3 separate regions of the Gossypium arboreum genome follow, and all the other regions are linked to region 2. The links are chromatin contacts, called in public Hi-C maps. All regions are on one chromosome and are shown on one strand. The core of a region is the stretch at or near the end of the contact, and the rest is flanking DNA. Distances in the headings are between cores, read along the strand shown.

Region 1 (4,385 bases), core at 1,250-3,749, 440 kb before region 2:
GTGGTTACCTTTTACTACTAAAATCGTGAGCTCGGTTCTGGTTTCCTTTTTTACGTCCTCGGGTGAACTACCTATATATATTCTCACTTGTAACAAGGTAAAATCCAGTAGATATTACTATGATTAAATTAATTTAAATTAAAATTATTATCCTAAGTAGTTATTTAAATAAGTGGAACTATGCACCGAGTCACGTGGAATTACCTACCGAGCTTTAAGATATACAACTTCTATTAGACCAACGATCGAAAGTTGAGGTACGTATTTATTTAATTTTAAACTATATAAAAATTACATAGTCAATTTCGTGTTTAGCAGTATATATATAACTAATGTTTTTATGATGTTAATATAGTTTGAATGGACATCATACGAGGATCCAACAATTCGAGAAGTAATCCCGGATGAATTCTTTATGAATCCCAATGCCTAGCACGTTAAGTTCCCATTGGTAGTGTACGCTACCGTCAAAATGCACGAAATCGATAGAGTGTTGCGGCAATTGGGATTCCAACAGTCAATTCTTGTGGCACCTCAAGACCTTGATGATCTGTATCCTATCGATTTGCAGGGGCCGGATGAGAATTGTTTGGTATTCCACTCCCAACATATCAACATGTGGAATAATCGGTATGATTTTTTACCTACTCGCAAACCTATTATTGTTCTGGAGTTAGCATGCGATCCGAAGTACATGCCTGGTTTATGATCCAGGGCAAGCCATATTTTGTACGGGGAAAAGGAGAGGCGTCAGCATCCCTATATGAGTAGGCCACGACTACCCTTGTTAAATACAAGGGCTAGCGAGGCGGGTCCATCATCATAGTCAACATAAGAACCGGCACTGAAGACCTCAGCACTGGTGGCCACACCACCCCCATTCAGTATTTACCGTCTTATTCTAGTGCGTAGTCTAACCCTATCATCTTTACACAAGCACTATATGTTGCACCACATTTTTCTGCTTCTAGTCTTATGTCAGGTTGGACTGTTGGTCATCCATCCCAGATGTTTTACATGTCCGAGCCATCTCATTCCCCGATGACGTTGATGCTGACAATGATGTATAGGCCATTTATGTATCAGGCACTAATGGAGAGTCCACTCGTTATCCCATCAGTGTATGGAACTCAACATAGTTATGCTCATTTGCCATTTGTGATGCAAATACCTCTAGGATCTTTATTCTACCAAGGTGAGCCATCTTCCCAACAACCTATTTATAAACTGGAGGATGCACGATGGCAACCGAGAATGCAAGGATTGTAATCGACCAAAGGCGAAGAAGAGGAGCAATCGAGACCACAACTTCGCCCAGAAGCTGAACCAAGAAGGAATCCAGCACGTAAGCTTCGACAACCCCAATGTTGCATCGATTCTGTCCGGCATATGCACTGATTAATTTTATATTGTATCGATGATTTTTATTATCATTTTACAAAATTAACGTTGAAATTTTTTTATAATTTCACAACATGAAATTCTAATATTTGTTATTATTTCACAGAATAGTCCTTTCAATGTGGACATTTTTTTCACAAATGTTGTATCAGAGAAGCGTTTCAGATATCTCGGGATTTCCGGGATATCTTTTCAGAACCCATATCGTCAAAATTATTTTTTCAATTCTTTGAGTTTCGATTTTTAATAAAAAAATACTATAAGATTGGTGTAAATACGAATATTTTAAATATCAAATTCAATTATTACAGTTATTAGGTTAAAATTTTAATTAATTTAAAATTATAAACCCTAATCCTAAAAAACCTAAAAACCCTAAATTTTATAGAAAACCCTAATAAAAACATGGGGAAAACATTTCCAGCTGGAAGCGTTTTTCCCTTCTGACAAGTAAAACGCATTCGACTAGAAGCGTTTTCTAAGGAAAACTTAGAAAGTTGGAAGCGTTTTATTGGTCAGAGGGGAAAAGCGCTTCTAGCTGGAATCATTTTACTAAGTTTTCCTTGAAAACGACAACAACGAGAAGTGTTTTTATCAAAAATTGCATATTTTTGTAATTTTAAAAAATCAATCTATTTTTGTAATTTTATTAAAAGGGCTTTATTTGATAATTTAGTCATAATTTCCCATTGTAATATGTAAAATATATATATAAAAAAAAAGAGTTTGTTAAGTCTTGTTATGGCTAGTTCTCCAATTATGTAGCGTTTGAAAAGTACTTTTGAAAATGTATAATTTATTAATTTAAAGTGTTTTTATTAATGCCAAAAGTGTTGTGAGAAGTTAAAATTTTCACTTACATAATATTGGGAATTAAAAATAAGTTAAATAGTAATTTAAATAATTTAATATAAATATAAAATGTAAATACTTTTTAAGAAATTAATATAAATCGTAAGATTTTTTTATTAACTTTACATGCTCATTGCTAAATGTCAAGTGAAAACTTTAAATAAAAGAAAAATTTAATTGGTTAGGACGAAATAAATGAGGATATTTTAGTAAATTTACATTAAAAAGCCAAAAACTTTTGAGGTTAGGTTTAAAAGGTAATTTGAAAGAATTGGGCGATTCCGCCTTGATGCACAACGGGGGAGGGGTTTTGAAGTTAGCCCACCCTTTGTCCCGTCCATTGTAGCACGATGACTTTAACGTTAACTAAACACAAAAGTTGCTCTCATTGCGGGACTTAACACTTACACCAAACTCATCTTATTCTGATACGATATGGTTGTAAAACTGTTGGAATTTGTATAGGTTAGCTGGTGTCCATTGGAGAAAATAAAGTAGATCATTTTCTCTCAAATTCAATTCATCAGCCACTTCCCTTTCTTTCACTTGCCAATGCTAGTGCACGGACATTTGCTTAGAACCAGAAAATAAACAAGTAAGAAGGTTTAAATTGACAATGTCAGTCTCCAAATACGTGAAGGCTAGCCAAAGGTGCCTTTCTTTGCTGGAGCAATGTCGGACAATGTCTCAAATCAAGCAGATGCACTCTCATCTCATCGTTTCAGCCAGTCATTTGGACCCTTTTGCGGCCGGTAAAATCATTTCCTTCTTCGCTGTCTCTTCCAACGCTGATATCTCTCATGCTTACAAACTCTTTCTTTCTCTTCAACACCGCACCACCTTTATTTGGAACGCCATCATCAGAATTTTTGTGGAGAAAAACGAAAATGCCACCGCCCTTTCTTTATACAAAAACATGCTTCAAACTGGCTTCTTGCCCAACAACTACACCTTCTCTTTCGTTCTTCGAGCCTGCACTGACAAGTCTCCTGTGGGCTTAGCTTCTCATGCTCAAGTGATTAAGTTGGGTTGGGAATCTTATGATTTTGTGCTAAACGGGTTGATCCATTTGTACGCCAATTGGAGCTCAATGGAAGCAGCTCGTAAACTGTTTGATGTAAGTACTTGCAGAGATGTCATTACGTGGACCGCTTTGATTAATGGGTATGTAAAATCTGGCCAAGTTGAGTTTGCAAGGGAACTGTTTGATCAAATGCCCGAAAGAAATGAAGTTTCATGGAGTGCAATGATTACTGGGTATGTGCATATAGGGATGTTTAGAGAGGCTTTGGAACTCTTTAATGATATGCAGCTTACTGGTCTTCGTCCAAATCATGCCGGGATCGTAGGAGCCCTCACTGCTTGTTCATATCTTGGATCTTTGGATCATGGAAGGTGGATCCATGCATATGTGGATAGAAATGGAATGGAGTTAGATAGGGTTTTAGGCACTGCCCTTGTTGACATGTATGCCAAGTGCGGCTGCATCGAGATAGCATGTTCGGTATTTGAAAAGATGCCAGATAAGGATGTATTTGCTTTTACTTCTTTGATTTCGGGCCTAGCTAATCATGGTCAAAGTGCAGATGCAATTCAGTTGTTCGGTAGGATGCAAAGTGAAAAGGTTATTCCTAATGAAGTTACTTTTATATGTGTCCTAAGCGCTTGTAGTCGAATGGGATTGGTGGATGAAGGGTTAAGAATCTTCAATTGCATGAGTGTGGTTTATGGTATTGAGCCAGGTGTCCAGCACTATGGTTGTATGGTAGATCTTTTAGGGAGAGCTGGTCTGCTTGAAGAGGCAAAGAGATTAGTAAGAGAGATGCCTATGGAACCTGACTCTTATGTGCTGGGTGCATTGCTCAATTCTTGTAGGGTGCATGGTGATGTTGAGTTGGGGAAGGAGACAGTTGAGAGCTTGGTTGAGCGAGGTCTCGACCATGGTGGGGTTCATGTCTTGCTGTCTAACATGTATGCCTCTTCTAACCAATGGGATTGGGTAGTGAAGGTGAGGAAGGAGATGGGGGCTAAGAAGGTCAGAAAGGTACCAGGCTGTAGTTCGATTGAAATTGATGGCAGTGTGTCTGAATTCATTGCAGGAGACATGTCTTATTTGCGTGTGGAGGATGTCA
Region 2 (4,910 bases), core at 2,117-4,616:
CAAAATGATTTCCCAAATGAAGTCTAAGAGATAAAATTTTCAATCCTTACTTTGAACTCTTAGAAAAATTTTTAATCAACTTTCAAATCAAGTTAAAATGATTTTAATCATGTAAAATTTATTTTAGTAAAAATTATTTTAACTAGTCAAACGATTTTTCAAAGAAGTCAGTATAGCTCCAAACCAAAAAGTATCAATACTTTTTGGCTAAGTATCGATAATTTTTAAAATATCGATACCTCTTTTAAAATGATACCAAATTGACATTATTTTTTTCACAAATTCAGCTAAGTATCGATCTGGTATCGATATTTTTAATATGATATCGATATAATTTGTCTGGTATCGATATTTTAGTTTCAACAGTCACTGAATTTTGCATTTAATGCAAAAATTATTGATACCAATTTATCTGGTATTGATACTCTCTGTTGTAAGTGAACTAAGTGTACTAGTTTTCACATCCCCAGCGGCTCTATTCATATCTCCAATAACCACAACGGTTGAAAATCAATTAAGAGGTATAAACACCAACTTTTAAATGTCCTACAACAACAAGAAAACATATTCAAGCAAAGAAAAAAAATTAATCAAACAACCTTTGTGCCAAATATTTTCATACTTTTCTTTCATACACTTGGGAGATTTATTTTCATTCTATTTGCTCAAGTGTTTTTCATTGTAATTGAGCTTAATTTGCAAACGCATAGATCTTGTAAGGATTATCTATTTGTTTGCTTCTTTGTATCTCTTTGAAAGGGTTTGTATCTTAAGGTTTAGGTAGAAACCTTAAGGGAGTTTGTAAGATTAGATATTGTCTTCAAAGGTTATCAAATTAGTGAATTTGAAAAAATCCTTAGTAGTAAAAAGCTAAGGTAGTGAAGAGGACAATTGGGGCTGAACCATTCTAAATTCTTGTGTCAAAATTTTCTATATTTTCTCTCTAGCTTTCACAATTTTTTTTAAAAGCCAATTCATCCCTACTCTTGACAATTTCAATTTGATTATTTGAGCTAACAACTTTGATTGAGTAATGGAGCATATCAAGTATCACTTTTAACATAAAAAAGTTTAGGTACCAACTTAGGAAAAAAATATAGTTTAAGTATCAATTTATGGAATAAGTCAAAAAATATGGGCGAACTTAAAAAATTAAGGGTAAACTATAAAAATAGTCACCAAATTATTAGTATGTTTCTGTTTTGGTCACTCAAGTTTAAAGTTTCTATTTAAGTCACTAACGTTATCAAAATATAATATCTTAGTCACTCATCTGTTAAATCACTAACGGAAACCTTTTTTTTAATGGCATAATAACAAATTTAGTCCTCCAGTATTTACAGATTCTATTAATTTGATCCTAATTCTAAAAAAAAACAACAAATTTAGCCTTCATCTTTATTCGTTTTGTTAATTTAGTTTTGATGGTTAAGAATTCAAAATTTTAAATTTAAAATTTTAAAAATTTAAAAATTTTAAAAATTATTTTTCGATAAAAGTATATTCAAAATTATAAAAATATTTAAAACAAATGAATAACCAAATTTCTTTTTCTAACATGAAATTTATTTATTAAAATAATAATTTTCTAAATAAAATAATAATCTTATAAATAAATTAATTTAAGGAAAAATCATGAAGAAGACTTAAGCATATTCAGCTTTTCCCTTTTTTTAATATTAACGACTATTATGTTCAAGTTGGGTCAAAAACTACAGCCTAGTGGTGGGTACAATTGGGGCTATACATGTGAAGATAAAGTCTTAGAGACTTATTAGATGGAAGGCTCTACAATTTATTTTTAGTTGGATGGTGCAACGGCGGAGGATGTGAAAATAGAGGAATTTGCAATAAGGGTCATTAGTGCTAGAGGTTGTTGGCGAAGACTATACCCAATGCTTGGAAATTTTGGTGAGGACTAGAAAAATAGATATTAATTTATTTATAATTGTGTATGTATTTTTTTAAAACATCTATATATTTTATAGAAAAATGAACTTTTAAATATATATTTTATTTTTAAAATTTTAAAATTTTAAGAATCAAAATTAAATTGCCGAATTTGTAAAGTTGATTGTTAAATTTGTTAAATTTTTAGAAATTGGATAAAATTAGTAGAATCAGTAAACATTGGAGGGCTAATATTGTTATTATGCCAATAAAAAAGCTTTTGTTAGTTATTTAATAGATGAGTGACCAAACTATAAAATTTTAAACTTTATTAACCAAAATAGAAACACATTAATAGTTGATTGGCTATTTTTATAATTTACTAAAAAATTAATATATATTTTTGATATAATGTCTAAAATTATCATAATACCTTTCCAACCCTTAATTAGAAGGATAAATGCACTTCAACAAGCTCGAATACACGTACTCTCACATTAACAATAATGTCGATATTAATCAATCTAAAATATTTAAATTATATTTTAAACCATAATGAATTTAAATAATCCTAAAAAAGTTGAAAGCATATTTTAGTTGTAAACCCAACCCCACTTGTCCCAATAAAAAATTGTCTCAATAAAAAATTACTTTAAAGACAAAAGGTTAATATGTAATTTGCCTTTAAACTTATCAAAAAGTATTTGATTATTACTTGAACCTTTTTTTGTTCTAGTTGATATATGAACTTGTATTTTGTCACCCATATTGGTACCTTTAAATTAATACCGCTAATTTGTGGATGAGGAATTAATGACCAATCCTATAATGATATATGGTGGATATAAATTAAAACAATAAAAAAATCTTTTAAAAGATATAAACTAATTTTAAAAAGTATAATTTTTGGACAAGTTTAGGTACAACTAGGTGTTTTTTGGACAAGTTCAAATATCAACTATGTACTTTTGGACAAAGCTTAGGGTAGAGTGAGCAAAACTTAATTCAACTCGAAAAACTAAAAAAAAAAACTTTAAATTTAGAATTAAACGAATCGAGTTATTCGAATTTATCAAATAATTTTAGTCAACTCGAATTTCTTTTGAATCGAGTTTAATTTTCGAATTCGAATAATTTGAATAAACTAAATATTGAACTTTAATATTTTACATTTTTACCTCAAATTACCAAACTTCTTCTCTAAAACTTTTACTCTCTCCTATCCCACATCCCTTCTACCTCAAACTCATTTCCCTCCAAATTTTTTAAATATTTTCCCTCTAAAATTTTACTCTCCCCATTTACATTTCCCAAAAATTTTACCCTTTTATCCCTCAAAACTTTTTATTTTCCTACTAAATTTTTATTTCTCACCTTCTACCTCCAAATTAAAAATTAAAACCATCCAAAAAAAACTCTAAACCTAAATAGTAATAATTTTATATATATACTATTTATATTATTAAATTAAATTTCACATTTTGGATTATTTATATTATTAAATTAAATCTCTAAACCTAATGCAAACTGTCACTATTGAACACAAAGAAAAGGCAATGAAGCCTGCCACTGTCTTCAGTTTAGTGAAAAAAGGTAAGCCCATCAAATAATCTCCGGCTGGAGAAAAAATACCAGTCGGAAAGCCCATTTACAGTATCCTCTTTCTCATATTACTATTAGACGGGGAAGTTTTGCCGCCGAGGGTGTCTTACTAGCGTTAGGGTTTTGTTGAACTGATCGGATAGATTGATTAATGTCAGAGAAGTTGAACAATTGAATACTGGACATGAGCAGCCGGCTTGAAATTTGTGAAGAGAATGAAGGGGAGCATGTCGAAACCCAGGATTTCTTCTTCGAGAAAATCGGCGAACCCGTTCCTGTCAAATCTCAACCGGATTCCCAGTTCGATCTCCGAAGTCCTCCTTCTCAGCCCCTTGTCCTCTCCCAACGTTTCCAACTCCTGTTTCTAGCTCATTCTTCTGGGGGTTCTCTTTCTGGCCTTTTTGCTTTTTAACATCTTTCTTTGTTTTTCTGCTCTTTTAAGCTGGTAATATAAACTAAACCGAATGTTTTAGGGTTCTTGGTGGCGAGGACCAAGGATGTGATTGATTTAGCCAAGGACATTAGGGAAAAAGCCTCCTCTTCAAGTATTGAAGATCTGAGTTTGGTGGAAGTTCCCATTGGCAAGGTTCACATTCTTGCTCTTTCCACCATCGACGACACCATACTTGCAGTTTCTGTGGCAGCTGATATTCATTTCTTCAGTGTCAGCTCCCTTCTTAATAAGGTACTCTTACTGTAGCACCTGATATTCATTTCTTCTGTGTCAGCTCCCTTCTTAATAAGTTACTCTTTCATTAAGAGGCTGTTTCTAATATGACATCTTGTTCATGCATGACTCTGCCTGTATGTAGGACATAAAGCCATGTTTCTCCACTTCGCTCCCTCAGTCAAGCTTTGTCAAGGATATTCGTTGGAGAAAGAAGAAGGATAACTCTTTCCTAGTTCTTTCAGATGATAGAAAGCTATATCATGGAACTCTTGCACATCCTCTTAAGCATGTGATGGATAATGTTGATGCTGGTATCTCAGAACATCTATCTTTCAATTATAAATAGTCACTAAAACATCACAGTGATTGGCTTTTTTTTTTTCCTTATTTTCTAGTAAAATACAGAGGTCCTTGTATGCTTCTCTAATTTGTTTACGTTTGCCCTTCCTTTTCTTGACCTTTCTATGTTTTGTGGTAGTTGCACCTGGCTTGTTGTGTATTAACATTGTTTGAATAGTATCTTATGAAAGATTGCTATTTCATCAACTAACCATCTTGCTTCCTCTTTCATCCCTCCCTGATTGAAAATTTTGTGTTCTAAGATCTAACAATATTTATTTTGTTTTCTTAGTTGAATGGAGTGCAAAAGGTGCTTTTGTTGCCGTGGCCAAAGATAATAGCCTTAGTATTTTGTCATCCAAATTCAATGAAAAATTGTGCGTAGCTCTTTCATTCAAGTCTTGGGTTG
Region 3 (4,463 bases), core at 1,275-3,774, 370 kb after region 2:
CAAAATAATATCACTGGGGAAACCCTACTAATATAAATTACTAATAAAAGTATAAATTTCACATTAAAATGGACTTAGACAACTACTATTAATTTCACATCAAGAATGGACTTGGACAATATGGTCTCCAAATACATTTACATCTAGACAACTATAAAAAAAATTGACTAAAAAATTATGAATGAGGACGTGATTAAGTTGGTCAAAATTTTGATGAAACTAGCAGCCAATAGCAGAACACCACTTGACGGCCCAACTCAAGAGACGTAGCAAAGCATGACTTGATCTCCAAACATAATGTCCGACAAGACATGTGGAGGGCTATGAGCAGCACTCCAACATCAATGACCTTGATACATTCTCTGCACATAATGACTTGCCTGTCTCTTTCTTACTCTTTGCCAACTCGAACTGAATGATTAAATGCCTTCCCAGGTTTCATTGAGCAACCTCCTGGTTGGCTTTGTGCCCTCTACAATCTCAAACAACTCCAGACGGTATCATTTATCACATTATCGTCTACATAGATGATCTTACTCTTACATCAAACATTCGGAGCATATGGTTCATCAAATTGGTACCCATTTTTCTATTAAAAGCCTTGCTAATGTGGGCTTGAAATGATTTGCATGTCTACCGATATACTTCTGTCCTGAAATCAGCATGTGTTTTTTATTTACATGATCACGTTGAGATGAGTGATGGTCATCCCATCACAACACTTGTCATCACGATTTCACGGATTTTAATAAATATAAACTTGTCACCATTTTTTTTTGTTTTAAATGTAATCTTTTAGTAAAATTTTAAAATCAATTTAATATTTGTTAAAAATCATTTTTGATTTGCGAAACAAAATTTAAATTTTGGAGTTGAACTAATCTTCACGATGCCTGTTAACAAAAACGGTACCATTTATTCAAGTATTATATTCTATTTCAAAATAATGACTTTAAATTTGATATTTAAAAGAAATTATAAAATCAATTTTGTTATAAATAAAATTTATTTATTTTAAACTAAAAATTCCTTGCAACACCCATTAAAATTCACATGTAATTATTTTATTCTTAAAATAATATTCTTTAATGATGAATAATTATTGAGTATCTTATTATATCTCTCTCTTCGTGTAAATTTCACGAAGGGGCATACCTCAATTGGTGGTACCTGTAAGGCTCAGGGAATGTGTCAATATGGGATGTGTGAATAATAATAAAAGTACCTAAGCACGAGACGATTCGAACCACCAATTTGAGGCTTATAGGGCCCTTACTTGTAACCAATGTACCACTTTGGTTCAAGTGGTACCATATTTGCAAACATGTTGCCTTTAAGCTTTGATTGGTGGTTCGAGTCGCCTTACACTTAAGTACTTCCATTATTATTCATGCACCCTATACTATACATTTCTCTAGTATTGCAAGTACTTATCTTCACCAATCAAGGCATCCCTTTCGTGAATTGTACACTGCTTTTCGTGGAAGCTAGAGATAAAACCCAATACGAAGACAATACATTTAGTTGTTGGGGGATCAGGTCAACTATCTAATAGACGACACTTCGGAAATTTCTCTCAAAGAAACACCCTCCTCAAGATAAATGACATATTTCAATAAGTACAATAAACCATGAATGTTAATGTGAAGGAATACAAGACTTAGCACCTCTAAATGCTCATGACCATGTAGGCAAAATGAGTACACGAAATAAATGGCAACCCTAAAAATATAAATACTAGTCAAATGCTTTTAATCTATCCTTCTTCCTTTTTTGCTTCTTTACTTCTCTAACCGTGCATCGATTCCTCAAGTCTCCCCGTTTCTATTCCATGATTGTGCCTATGCCTTTTGCTTTTTGTGTAATTCTCCTCTAGATTTTCTATGGCTTTCACTACTCTCCTGTTTTACCACCGTCCCCCGTAATGGCTGCTCAAGCCAATATTTATTACCGTTCGTCCCATCATGAGTTTCTCAACTCTCAAAAATGAAAAACCATCCCCACATCAATTTTCTTTTTTCTTTCGTATAGCCCTCTAAACCAATTTTGGCTTTTGTGCGGCAAATCGCACATGGTGGGCCTATGCCATCACCAATTTTTTTTCTTTTTTTTTTTCATCACAGTTTTCATTATTCTCTTTTTTAATAAATATTAATAAAATAATAAAATAATAATTTTAATAATAATAATACTTTATAAAGTCTAAATATAATTCGAGCTTGATTCCAACATGACTAGAACAAAATAGGGTTACAACAGCGCCAATAGCTGCCAGAGCATCCCTTCATCGAGGATTAAGTTCTACCAACAAGTTGTGGGTAACCTGCAACACTTGTCTCATACTTGGCCCACATAATGCCTTTACCACCACCACCAAGTTATCGCAGTTTGCAAGTGAGGTCACCATGCATCACAGGCATGCTCAAAAAAAGGGGTTTTCATTGCAAAATCTTCAAACAAAGAGGATTCAACATCCAATATCATTTATCTCCGCAAAGCTCCTGTTACTTGGAGCTGTAAGAAGCAATGCACAGTTGCGCATTCCTCCACCCAACCATACTCCAACTTGGATCAGTTTCAAGCAATCAACTCACAGATTCCCTCATTAAGCCAGTCTCTCCAAGTGTTTAAAGATTGGACTTGCGGACCAAAAGAGATATTGGCAGAAAAGATCGATCATGGCTTCCCCAAATCAATCTCCAACAAGAAATTGTAACATATTATAAAAAGATTTTGAACAGTATAGATTTATTACATATATCTTATTAAATAAATTTTTTAAAGTTTTGTAAAAATTTTGAACTTTGGAAGAGTATATTAATTTAAAAATATATAAAATATTAACACTTTTAAAATATTATTATATTATTTTAAAGTTTAATAACCAATTATAATAAAGTTAGTTTCCATTTAAAATTGATTCTAAAAGTAACTTTAATATTTATATTGATTCCTAATTTATAGCTTAATCTCCTAATTGTTTGAAAATCTTAATGCAAATTTTATTAATTTATAGAGTAAAACTCATGAATTCATTACAATGCATTTAATTCATATTTCCTTTGGTTAAAATATGTCCAGTTTCTTTGGATACTTTTTTATTTAAAAAAGCAAACCAAGTGTTAAATTTAGATTCATTATAATGTTAATTTTATTATTACATGACTATTAAGTGAGTGCTTTTTAAGAAAAAATTTTAAAATGACATACCAATAAATTTAACAAAAGAATTTTAATAATATTAACAATTAGACCAAATTTTGAAAAATGAAAATAAAAAGACTAAAGTAAAAAAAACTAAATTCTAAATTTACAAAAAACTTAAATCATATTTTAACATTTATACTTTATTTATTTGTAGTATGGTCAATTCTTGTAAAATTGTGTAATTTATTTCATTACATTTATTAATTTCAAATTATTTCCCATATGTAGGTTAAAATGGTGTTATTTTGAAGATGATTCCAATATATTTCATTTCATTTATTAATAATAAATTCTTTATTAAGAACTTAAATTGTTGAATTTTTTTATATAATTATTGGTATCTTAATCCATTTTATAGTCTAAAATTAATTATATTTAGACTGGAGATGATATTTAAGTAAATCACTCCAACAATAAATAATGCAAATTGGGGTCCACGGTGCTTATTATATATATATATATATATATATAGGATATGATAGGAAGAAAGAGCGCGATGTATTGGAAAGAAAATTCAATGATAACAAGTCAAATGTTTACATCTAAGCTAAAACTTAAAATATAGGAGTTTAAAGCTTATAAGTTATATCCTTAGAGGAGTCAAATGACTTCTTTAGACCGTATTTTCCAATGGTTCCCCAATATTTAAGTAACCCTAAATTTACATTTTAAATTTTTAATTTATAATTGTTTATGGTAATGATTTTTATATGTACAGTTGATAACACCCTTTTGTAATTCTTCAGATAAATAGTTGTACCTGCCTCCTCTTATGGACTGTATTCATCTATGAGATTAGATAAAAGAAAAAGAAAACATAATCTCCAATTTTATAAATATTTATCCTTTTAGTTTTTAAATTTATATTTTTTATTAAATTATCTAAAACTGATTTATTAACATGATATACACATTAATTGTCATGTGAATGTCACATCAATATTTAATTAATTTATTAAAATTTTAAAATTCAAAAAATAATAATTATTTTTAAAAATTAAATATCATTAAAATGATTTTAAAAAGTATAAAAATATTTTTAAAATTAATTAAATATTGACATATTATCTACGTTGCAATCCACGGGTATACAATGTCAACAAAGTTAATGAACATTAATTTTTCCATCCATGTTAAGGTTATTTGACAAAAAATACAAGTTCAAAGGTTAAAAGTGATAGAAAAATAGAATAAAGAGTTAAAATAACTTTTTTTTTTTATAAAGTTGGATAGCCAAAAAAATCATCATGCCTATA

Evidence for each region. A called contact is a pair of places that touch in the nucleus more often than the background predicts.
Region 1: a Hi-C map of leaf shows a contact between it and region 2, with 4 times the contacts expected there. The contact joins the promoter of LOC108468169 here to the promoter of LOC108453048 in region 2. A contact is called at or near these places in 2 of 5 Hi-C or Micro-C datasets (both in leaf).
Region 3: a Hi-C map of leaf shows a contact between it and region 2, with 2.1 times the contacts expected there. The contact joins the enhancer-like site here to the promoter of LOC108453048 in region 2. A contact is called at or near these places in 2 of 5 Hi-C or Micro-C datasets (both in leaf).

Annotation. Positions count from the first base shown.
Region 1 is chr8:115,670,195-115,674,579 of ASM2569848v2, forward strand. LOC108468169 (pentatricopeptide repeat-containing protein At5g66520-like) reads left to right here and starts at 2,500. Exons shown (of 1, transcript XM_017769044.2): 1 at 2,500-4,385. The coding sequence starts at 2,870.
Region 2 is chr8:116,107,244-116,112,153 of ASM2569848v2, forward strand. LOC108453048 (nuclear pore complex protein NUP214) reads left to right here and starts at 3,367. Exons shown (of 18, transcript XM_053031656.1): 1 at 3,367-3,483; 2 at 3,651-3,875; 3 at 3,966-4,177; 4 at 4,305-4,473; 5 at 4,794-4,910. The coding sequence starts at 3,677.
Region 3 is chr8:116,476,482-116,480,944 of ASM2569848v2, forward strand. No RefSeq gene overlaps it. Among protein-coding and RNA genes, the nearest start is that of LOC128279464, 3.1 kb to the left of the region's middle. Within about 2 kb of position 2,525, at least 2 of the 2 cell types and tissues checked have an H3K27ac peak or open chromatin away from gene starts, as enhancers often do. A contact at or near this core is called in leaf, where this site is marked.